3 separate regions of the Sus scrofa genome follow, and all the other regions are linked to region 3. The links are chromatin contacts, called in public Hi-C maps. All regions are on one chromosome and are shown on one strand. Each heading gives the region's core, a stretch centred on a gene start, on an enhancer-like site or on the middle of the called end of the contact. The rest is flanking DNA. Distances are from core to core; before and after follow the strand shown. Region 1 overlaps RTKN2 (rhotekin-2). Region 2 overlaps RTKN2 (rhotekin-2). Region 3 overlaps ARID5B (AT-rich interactive domain-containing protein 5B).

Region 1 (2,700 bases), core at 157-2,656, 200 kb after region 3:
GGTAGAAAGAACCTTAGAACTTTTATCCACTATGAAAACTTTAGGTGTTCCCATTGTGACAGACATGGCTCAGATCGTGCATTACTGTGGTTGTAGCGTAGGCTGGCAGCTGTAGCTCCAATTTGACCCCTAGCCTGGAAACTTCTATATGTTGCACCTGTGGCCCTTGAAAGAAAGAAAAAGAGAAAAAGAAAGAAAGAAAGAAAGGAAGGAAGGAAGGAAGGAAGGAAGGAAGGAAGGAAGGAAGGAAGGAAAGAAAACTTTTTAAAGATGAAGAAAATTAAGTGAATTGCCTAAGATTATTGGTTTCTGGGAGAAACCCAGCCTAGACGAAAAAATCCAAGACCTTTCCATTAAGATTTTCTTTGTCTACAAAAGAATTTACAGATCTTTGTATATTCGTGTTACAAACTGTAACATTTCCCTTAAAAAATAAAAGTGAAAAAGAGGAATACATTGCTTCTTTCAGGTCAAAAAAAGAACATACATTCTGAAAATATTCTAAACACATTCTTTTCATTCACACATTCTTCAAACTCTAAAGTGATTGCGTTAATGATCTTTATTCCACAAATTAATCTAGAGCTTTGACACAGTCAAAATTTTTCCTTTCTAGTTTCCTCTATTCTTCCATTTAATATTAGGTTAACATTATGCAGTAACAATTTCCCTCTGACATGCCTATGCTAATTTCCAAGTTAAAGGATTTAGATTCTACTAATAGATTAAGATGTGTGATCGCAGCATAATACAGCACAGCAGAGATCTCAATGGTAAAGTAAAGTTAGTTTTAGTTACTCAGAATGAAAACTGTATCAACGACTCAAGCCCTTGTGGAAAATTTCTTATCTAAGACACTTCCCTACTACACTTAGGAAGTTTAAGTGCAGTTTTCATATCCAATTATGCCACTTTCAAATAATTACAAATCTTTATGAACATAAATAGTTGGCTACCTTTACATTGTGCTTCACCTTTAGATCCCATAATCTTTTGTCTACATTTCTATTTGTTTAGAATTCTTTCTAAGGTTCTGAGTGCCTGTGTCCAATTTCCTTTCTAGAATAGCTTTACATTACTCCTTCATCCCTAACCTGCCCAACTAGGTAGGAATGTATGTGTGCTCTTCCCACTGGTGCCTTAGCACTTTTGGTAAAAAAAATAATAATATTACTTACAGAGCTCTCCCCATGTGCCAAGCTAAAAACCCTTTACACACATCTGATAACAATTTTTAAAATATATTTGCCAATTCATGGTTATGTTTTGTCATTTGTCTCAAAGTACTTTTCAATTTCCTCTTTGATTTCATCACTGACCCAATAGTTTTTTAGTAAGATGTTGTGTAGTCCGCATATAGTGGTTTTCATGGGGTTTGGGGTTTTTTTTTCTCATTTCCCTTTTTATGGTTTATTTCTAGTTTCATGCTGAAGTGGTCAGAAAAGATGCATCAAATAGTTCCTATCCTCTTAAATTTCTTAAGGCTTGTTTTGCGTCCTGGTACGTCGTCTCCTAGAGAATGCTCCACGTTCACTTGAAAAAAAAAATGTATGCTCTGGGTTTTATGGATGAAATGTTCTAAAATTATCAATTGGGTCTAACTGACTGTGAAAACACAACCATACAAAAATCTATGGGACGTATCAAAAGCAGTCCTAAGAAGGAAGTTCATAGCAATATAGGCCTTCCTCAAAAAGCAAGAAAAATCTCAAGTAAACAACCTAACATACTACCTACAAGAATTAGAAAAAGAAGAACAAGTCTAAAGTCAGCAGAAAGAAGAAAATGATAATGATCTGAGAGTAAATAAGTAAAAGAGAAAAAACAATGGAAGAAATCAATATAACCAAGAGCTGGTTTTTTGAAAGGGTAAACAAAATTGACAAACCTCTGGCCAGGCTCACCAAGAAGAAAAGACAGAGGACTCAAACAAAACAACCAAACTGAAGAAATAAAAAAAAAAACTGTAAGAGAATAATTATGAACAATTATATGCCAACAAACTGGAAAACCTAAAAGAAGTGGGTGACTTTCTAGAAACATAAAACCCACCAAAACTGGGTTTGTTTGTTTGTTTTTCCTTTTTCAGCCACTTCTACAGCATATGTAAATTTCCAGGTCAGGGATTGAATCCAAGCCATAGCTGCAGCAACACCAGATCCTTAACCCACTGTGCCAGGATGGGGATCGAACTGGCAACACCACAGACAAACTGGATCATTAACCCGCTACACTCACAAGTCCACCAAAACTGAATCAAGAAGAAATAGGTAATTTGAACAAACCAATCACTAGAAATGAAATAGAATCTGTAATAAACAAACAGGTTAATAAATAAAACATCCCTGCAAACAAAAGTCCAAGATTGGATGGCTTCACTGGGGGATTCTGCCAAAAATACAAAGAACTTAACTCAAACTCTTCTAAAAGACTGGCAAGGAGGGAACACTCCCAAAATTATTCTATGAAGCCACCATCACTTTGATACAAAAACCAGACAAACACACTACCAAAAAAGAAAATTAAGGCCAATATCGTTGATGAATATAGAGGCAAAAATTCTAAACAAAATATAAGCAAATTGATTCCAACAACAAATAAAAAAGATGATATACCATGACCAAGTGGGATTCATCCCAGGGTCACAAGAATAGTTCAACATGGAAAAAACCAATCAATGTCATATACCACATCAACAAA
Region 2 (2,832 bases), core at 21-2,520, 140 kb after region 3:
TCTGGCTTGGAATTTCTCAGGAGGCTGACATCACCCTTGGTGGATCTGCTTCTGAGGGCTCATTTAAAAGCTGGTGGTGGTTGTTGAGGGGGGTCTCAGTTTCTCTCCACATGGCTCTCTTCTACTACTGTTGGAGTGTAGTTGTTGGCCTCTCACTCACTTCGGTAAGTGACCCACGAAAGTGCTTAGGTGCAACCTCTCCTTTATATCATATCCTCACAAGCCACACTGCATCACTTCCTCCAAAACTCTACGTTAGAAGTGAATCCCTAGGCCCATATTCAAAGGGAGAATTACGTTCTACCTTTGAAGACAGGGTCAATGAATTTGTGGACATATTTTGAACCACAATAATGTTTCCACCCCATTGCTCATTCTGTTCCACTGCTCAGAATGCCCTTTTCCATATCTACAGAGTGCAATCCTACAAGACTTTATATATGCATTTGGCAGCATCCCTGGTCTCTTACCACTAGATTTAAGCAGCACCCTGAACCCTCATCACGGGAACCAAAGAAATGTCTCCGGACATTACCAAATATTCCATGGTGAACACAAATCACTCCTGTTTTAGACCACAGTTCTAGATGGTAAGTTCTGTGATTCTATTCTTCCACTTCAATATTAAAACGGTTTACTATGTTGATATAGTCTCTAGCCCCAAAGACTATATTCTAACAAGCTAAGAGAAGAACAAAACTATTCCTTTTTTATTTTATGTTGCTGTCCAACCCTCCTTAGGCTTCCTTCATTCCTCTGGGTGATTCTAATAACTTTTCAATAACACCCCCACCATTCTTTTTTTTTTTTTTTTTTTGCTTCATTTATCATCTGTTGCTTTTTGCCAAAAAGAAATGCTATTAACAAAAATCAACTCATTCTTCCAGCCTGGCTCAAATACCACCTCTTCACATTCTCCCAGATGTTCTTGGATGGAATTTGTATTTTCCTCCCTTTCATATTTATAAACAGCCTGGTAGTAGAGTCAGGTTTCCATATACCCAAATCTTTCTTCCCAAATGCCTCCCAGGGTCAGACATGATGCCCAAGATAGTATACAAGTAGGATCCAACTGTGAATGAAATCAATTGCATTGAGGGCTTTAATACAAAAAGATATTCCAAGTGATCACATCACTAGAGAAAAAGAGTTTGGAGGCAAGTCTGGCAAAACTTGCTCTTAATGCCTTTCGCAGTCTCACATTCATTACTGGTTATGAGTACAATGAGGAAGTTGACCACTCCCTTAAGGTCATGACTGGTTACGTTCAAATCCTGTCTCATTCACCATGAGACCTTGGGCAAGTTAATTAATTGTCCTGTGCCTCAAATTGCTCATCTGTAAAATGGTGATTGTTGTAATACTACCTGGGGTGGGGCTGAAATATAAAACAGATCAACTTGGAGTTGCTCTGGCTGAATGAGAAGAGAGAGAACCAGAGGCTCACTCATTTAGTGTCATCCCCACTGGCTGCAGTCTCTAAGGGCATCATCTCAGGAACCTAGAGCCCTCTGGGTTAACCTGAGACAAACACCAACAGCATTTCAGTGGTTCTACTGATAATGAAATGGAAAAGATGAATAACAGCTTGCCCAAGGCAACATGGCTAATTAACTATAAACCATAGACTAGAATTCCACTCCCTCAATTCATAAGCTGAGTGCTCCTTCCACAAACTCAGCTGATTTAGTCCTGATATCAAATATTCCTACTTAGTTTAACTTGTCTTATTTTCTTGAACTGGCATTAAAGTCCTGCATGTGACCCAGCTTATCCTACCTTGCCCCTTCAGCCATGCCAATCTGCTTGCTGATTCCTACCTTAACAATAGGCTAACTGCCTTGTTCAATCCATTCCTTTCCACAAATTCCATGACAACTAATCTCCCTTAAATTTGAATGGTGTAAAATTAAACTCCTCCAGAAGCCCAGTGGATAAATTGACTTCTATTCTTATTTCTCCTAGATTTGAAAAATCTTCCTATTATGACCTGTTCTTACATCATTCTAAGATATTCATAGTATATAATTTTATACTGCTTAACTCATCATTTTCACAGATACAAGGTCTTTTGCACTTGTTGAAAAATCACAATGTAAAAGTTCTCATACCCCCTCATGGATCTCTCATATCTCTTAAAATCAGAGGCTTAACTGTGTTATACTGACTGTTCTTTCATATTGCCCACTGTTGTGTTATGTATTATTTAATCTTTTCAGTCAATTTCTTAAGTTCACTGGTGGTAGGCAGGGATTGTTTTAAATGTCTGTATACAGATATATGTTATATATATGAGGTAAGCTTAAACAGTAACATATCAATATACTCTAAATGGTCAATCCCATCAACAAAAATGTGAACTTCTCAAGAATAAATATTCTTTTTAATCTTATAAACCCCAATAATGTCTAACGTAGGGTTCTAATATAGTGACAATAAATATATGGACATATTTTAGATATCTCTTAAATTCTTATGCACTGTAAGTCCAAGTACAAAAGGAAAAAAGCAAAAAAGGAAAATGGGGCAGGGGTTACAATTTCTTTTAAGAATATATAGATGTATATATGTATGTACGCATACCATATATGTGTGTATTAGATATACCTTATTCTTCTCTTTCTACATTTGTTACATGCTACATGTCAGGCTGCAAAAACAATAGAAGAACTTATGTCAGGGCTATGTGTTACATGCATTATCTAAGTACTATTTATATCTTTTTTTTTTTTTTTTTGGTCTTTTTTAGTATTTTATCTTTTTTTTAGGGCTGCACCAGCGGCATATGGAGGTTCCCAGGCTAGGGGTCTAATTGGAGCTGTAACTGCTGGC
Region 3 (2,818 bases), core at 177-2,676:
TGATTGGAGCTGTAGCTGGCAGCCTACGCCAGAGCCACAGCAACGGGGGATCCGAGCCGTGCCTGCAATCTACACCACAGCTCAGGGCAATGCCAGATCCTTAACCCACTAAACAAGGCCAGGGATCAAACCCACAACCTTATGGTTCCTAGTCGGATTCATTAACCACTGCGCCATGACGGGAACTAGATAGTACCCTTCTAATTGTAATAATTCTCATGCAGGTTCCCCCCCACACACACACACCTCAACATCCAGCATAATCTTCTCCATTACTCAAGGGGCGTGGGGCTTGGAAATGGCTGGTGGGTACCTGGCATCTGGGGAGATGAACAGCAGGAGAAGTGAGTTGTCAGGTAGATGTGAAAGTGGAAGTTTGAGCCACTACGGGATCTTAGAGTCCACGATTGGTTTTGCTGGGTTTGTGACTTCATGATTAGACTTTGCAGCTAGGGGAGGAGACCAGACCCTCTGCATGTAGCCTGAGCACCTAGATGGCGCTGCCTCCTCTCCCTTAAGAACCAAGCCCTTGGGTATCTGTTCTGCCCAGATGTCTCTTTACGGAATATTTGGAATTCTAAGGCCCAGGTCTTTCAATAGGTTCCTGATGCCATAATTTATAGATTTCATTGCCCCAAAGATGACTGTTTGCAAAGCAGCTCTGAGCCTTTACAGATCCTGAAGAAACTCTTTCATCTGAGCATGGTTCCCCTGAAGGATACTGTGGGTAGTCAGAATAGACCAAAGTTTGGAAGGTCTGGCATTGATTTCGGTCTCCTTGCCCTTTTCCAGAATTCTCTCCTGAAAGAGTCAGTCCTCTGAAAACCCAGAATCTCTCTCCAGTCCACATGCAGATTGAGCTCCAGGCTGTTCCCCCTACTCTGCAAGTGGGAGTGAAAAGCAACTATAATCCCTATCTTCTTTGCCAGTGCCCTCTCAGACAAGCCTATTATAGATTTCTAGAACATTTCTGCATTCCTGTGGAATTCATTCCATCATTTCGGAATAATACAGAGATACCATTTGGTCATTTAAATCTGTCTCCCCCCTCCAGGCACAGATAGAGATCTGCCCATCACTGCTGGTAAAACCTGACTTAAAAAGAGGTTAGCTGGTGAATTAATGGCAAGAATGCATGGAGTCACATGCTTTCAAACCAATTAGCAATACAGATGAGCTAGCAAGTCAAGTTCCATTTATAGGGTGGGGGAGGGGAGAAGTCAAATAATCTGTGTTTTTAAGTGTTTCTGAGAAATGAAGACCTCCAGGGCAGAGAGAAGGCGGATCAGGAAATAGCTATGCAAATCGCATGCCTGTGAAATTACTAAAACTTTGATCAGAGGCATTAACAATGGCTCCAGTACTCACAAGTATGAAATAAGGAGTGAGTAAGGCAGGGCATGTTTGGAAGGGATTTCAAAAGTGTTTACTTCCATGGTTTGTTGAGCAGTCAATGAAGTCCACGGCTATTTTAGACTGAAGTTGCCCGAGCAGTCCAGGTATGACAAATGTAGTAATACATTCCATTCTCATTAGTGACTCTTGGGGATCTCAGTGACACAGAGTCAAAATGACTGGACCTCATATAAAGCCTGCCTTTTTTTTTTTTTTCCACCCTCTTTCTAAGGACACTACTGCTCACCCTTCCACCAGCTGTAGGAGAAGGCCTGGATTCTGAGAGAGGGTAGTTCCCTGGAAATGCTAAATTGCTATTAGTATTCAGTGGGATTCAGGCAACATTAAGGTATGACTTGGGCTAAAGCAAACAGGGAAACTCCAAGCGGCCATGATGTCGCAGCTGGCAAGTGTGACACTTCACACCCCTGGGTCCCTGTTCAGGGCTGTCTGGTCTTGAGGGTATTTGAGGCTCTCATCTCAGTTCCCAACTCTGGACTCATCTTTTTTTTTTTTTTTTTTTTTTTTTAAACGGCATATGGAAGTTCCCAGGCTAGGGGTCAAATAGGAGCTGTGGTTGCTGGCCTATACCACAGCCACAGCAGCTCAGGATCCAAGCCACATCTGCAACCACAGCTCATGGCAATGCCGGATCCTTAATCCACTGAGTGAGGCCAGGGAATCAAACCCATGTCTTCATGGATACTAGTCAGGCTCCTTACTGCTGAGCCACAACAGGAACTCCCTGCTTGTCCATCCTAAATGGAATGTTTGCATCTAACCCCCAACTCCCAGTCCATCCCACTCCCTTCCCTCACCCCCTTGGCAACCACCAGTCTGTTCTTTATGTCTGTGTAGACTCATATTTTTAATGCCTTTATTTGAGAAAAAAATATTACACTTAAAAAGGAAACTGTCAGAATAATTTTTTTAAAAATGGTAATACTCTTGTATCCTTTTTTTTTTCTCCCTAACCGTGCCTATTGCTTTAAATTCATCATTTAAGTTAGAAAGTTCCCCCAAGATAGAGTTGTGCTTCTTAGTGGTCCAGTGTGTTCATATCTCAGAAGCAACAGTTGCTTCTCAAACATTTCTATTGGGTGTGGAAAATTATTTATAGGAGAACAGAATAAAAGTAAACTTTTTATGATGTTCTTAAAGGTATATATAATTAATGCTTTGTGAATTCATGGGCAGATTCAAGCAGTTATCAGATTCTGAGTACCAGGAGCTGCAGTTTTCTGGCCCCACTCTGTTCGGTGTGGAGTATATGGAATATAACTGTGGATTGGAATTAAAATTTTCAGGGAATCATTTATAAATTTAAAAGAAAAAATGTTGGCTTTAAGTTAAAGCCACAATGAGAGCTGAGAGCTTCTGTTTTTCTTTTCCTTTTTCCCCAAGTATTTGAAAACTGAAATTC

What was found. A called contact is a pair of places that touch in the nucleus more often than the background predicts.
Region 1: a Hi-C map of alveolar macrophages shows a contact between it and region 3, with 4 times the contacts expected there. The contact joins two enhancer-like sites. A contact is called at or near these places in 1 of 5 promoter capture datasets (liver), 31 of 47 Hi-C or Micro-C datasets (adipose tissue, alveolar macrophages, blood and 15 more) and 2 of 2 datasets of contacts at active chromatin or transcription factors (alveolar macrophages and skeletal muscle).
Region 2: a contact with region 3 is called in a Hi-C map of alveolar macrophages, with 1.9 times the contacts expected there. The contact joins two enhancer-like sites. A contact is called at or near these places in 5 of 47 Hi-C or Micro-C datasets (alveolar macrophages, heart right ventricle, omental adipose tissue and 2 more) and 2 of 2 datasets of contacts at active chromatin or transcription factors (alveolar macrophages and skeletal muscle).

Annotation. Positions count from the first base shown.
Region 1 is chr14:65,741,790-65,744,489 of Sscrofa11.1, forward strand. All of the region lies in intron 4 of RTKN2 (rhotekin-2), which reads right to left. Among named protein-coding and RNA genes, the nearest start is that of MIR9836, 7.6 kb to the right of the region's middle. Within about 2 kb of position 1,407, at least 3 of the 83 cell types and tissues checked have an H3K27ac peak or open chromatin away from gene starts, as enhancers often do. A contact at or near this core is called in alveolar macrophages, where this site is marked.
Region 2 is chr14:65,683,966-65,686,797 of Sscrofa11.1, forward strand. It overlaps RTKN2 (rhotekin-2), which reads right to left. Exons shown (of 13, transcript XM_021073059.1): 13 at 2,759-2,832. Among named protein-coding and RNA genes, the nearest start is that of MIR9836, 65 kb to the right of the region's middle. Within about 2 kb of position 1,271, at least 2 of the 83 cell types and tissues checked have an H3K27ac peak or open chromatin away from gene starts, as enhancers often do. A contact at or near this core is called in alveolar macrophages, where this site is marked.
Region 3 is chr14:65,544,910-65,547,727 of Sscrofa11.1, forward strand. All of the region lies in intron 4 of ARID5B (AT-rich interactive domain-containing protein 5B), which reads left to right. Among named protein-coding and RNA genes, the nearest start is that of ARID5B, 140 kb to the left of the region's middle. Within about 2 kb of position 1,427, at least 18 of the 83 cell types and tissues checked have an H3K27ac peak or open chromatin away from gene starts, as enhancers often do. A contact at or near this core is called in alveolar macrophages, where this site is marked.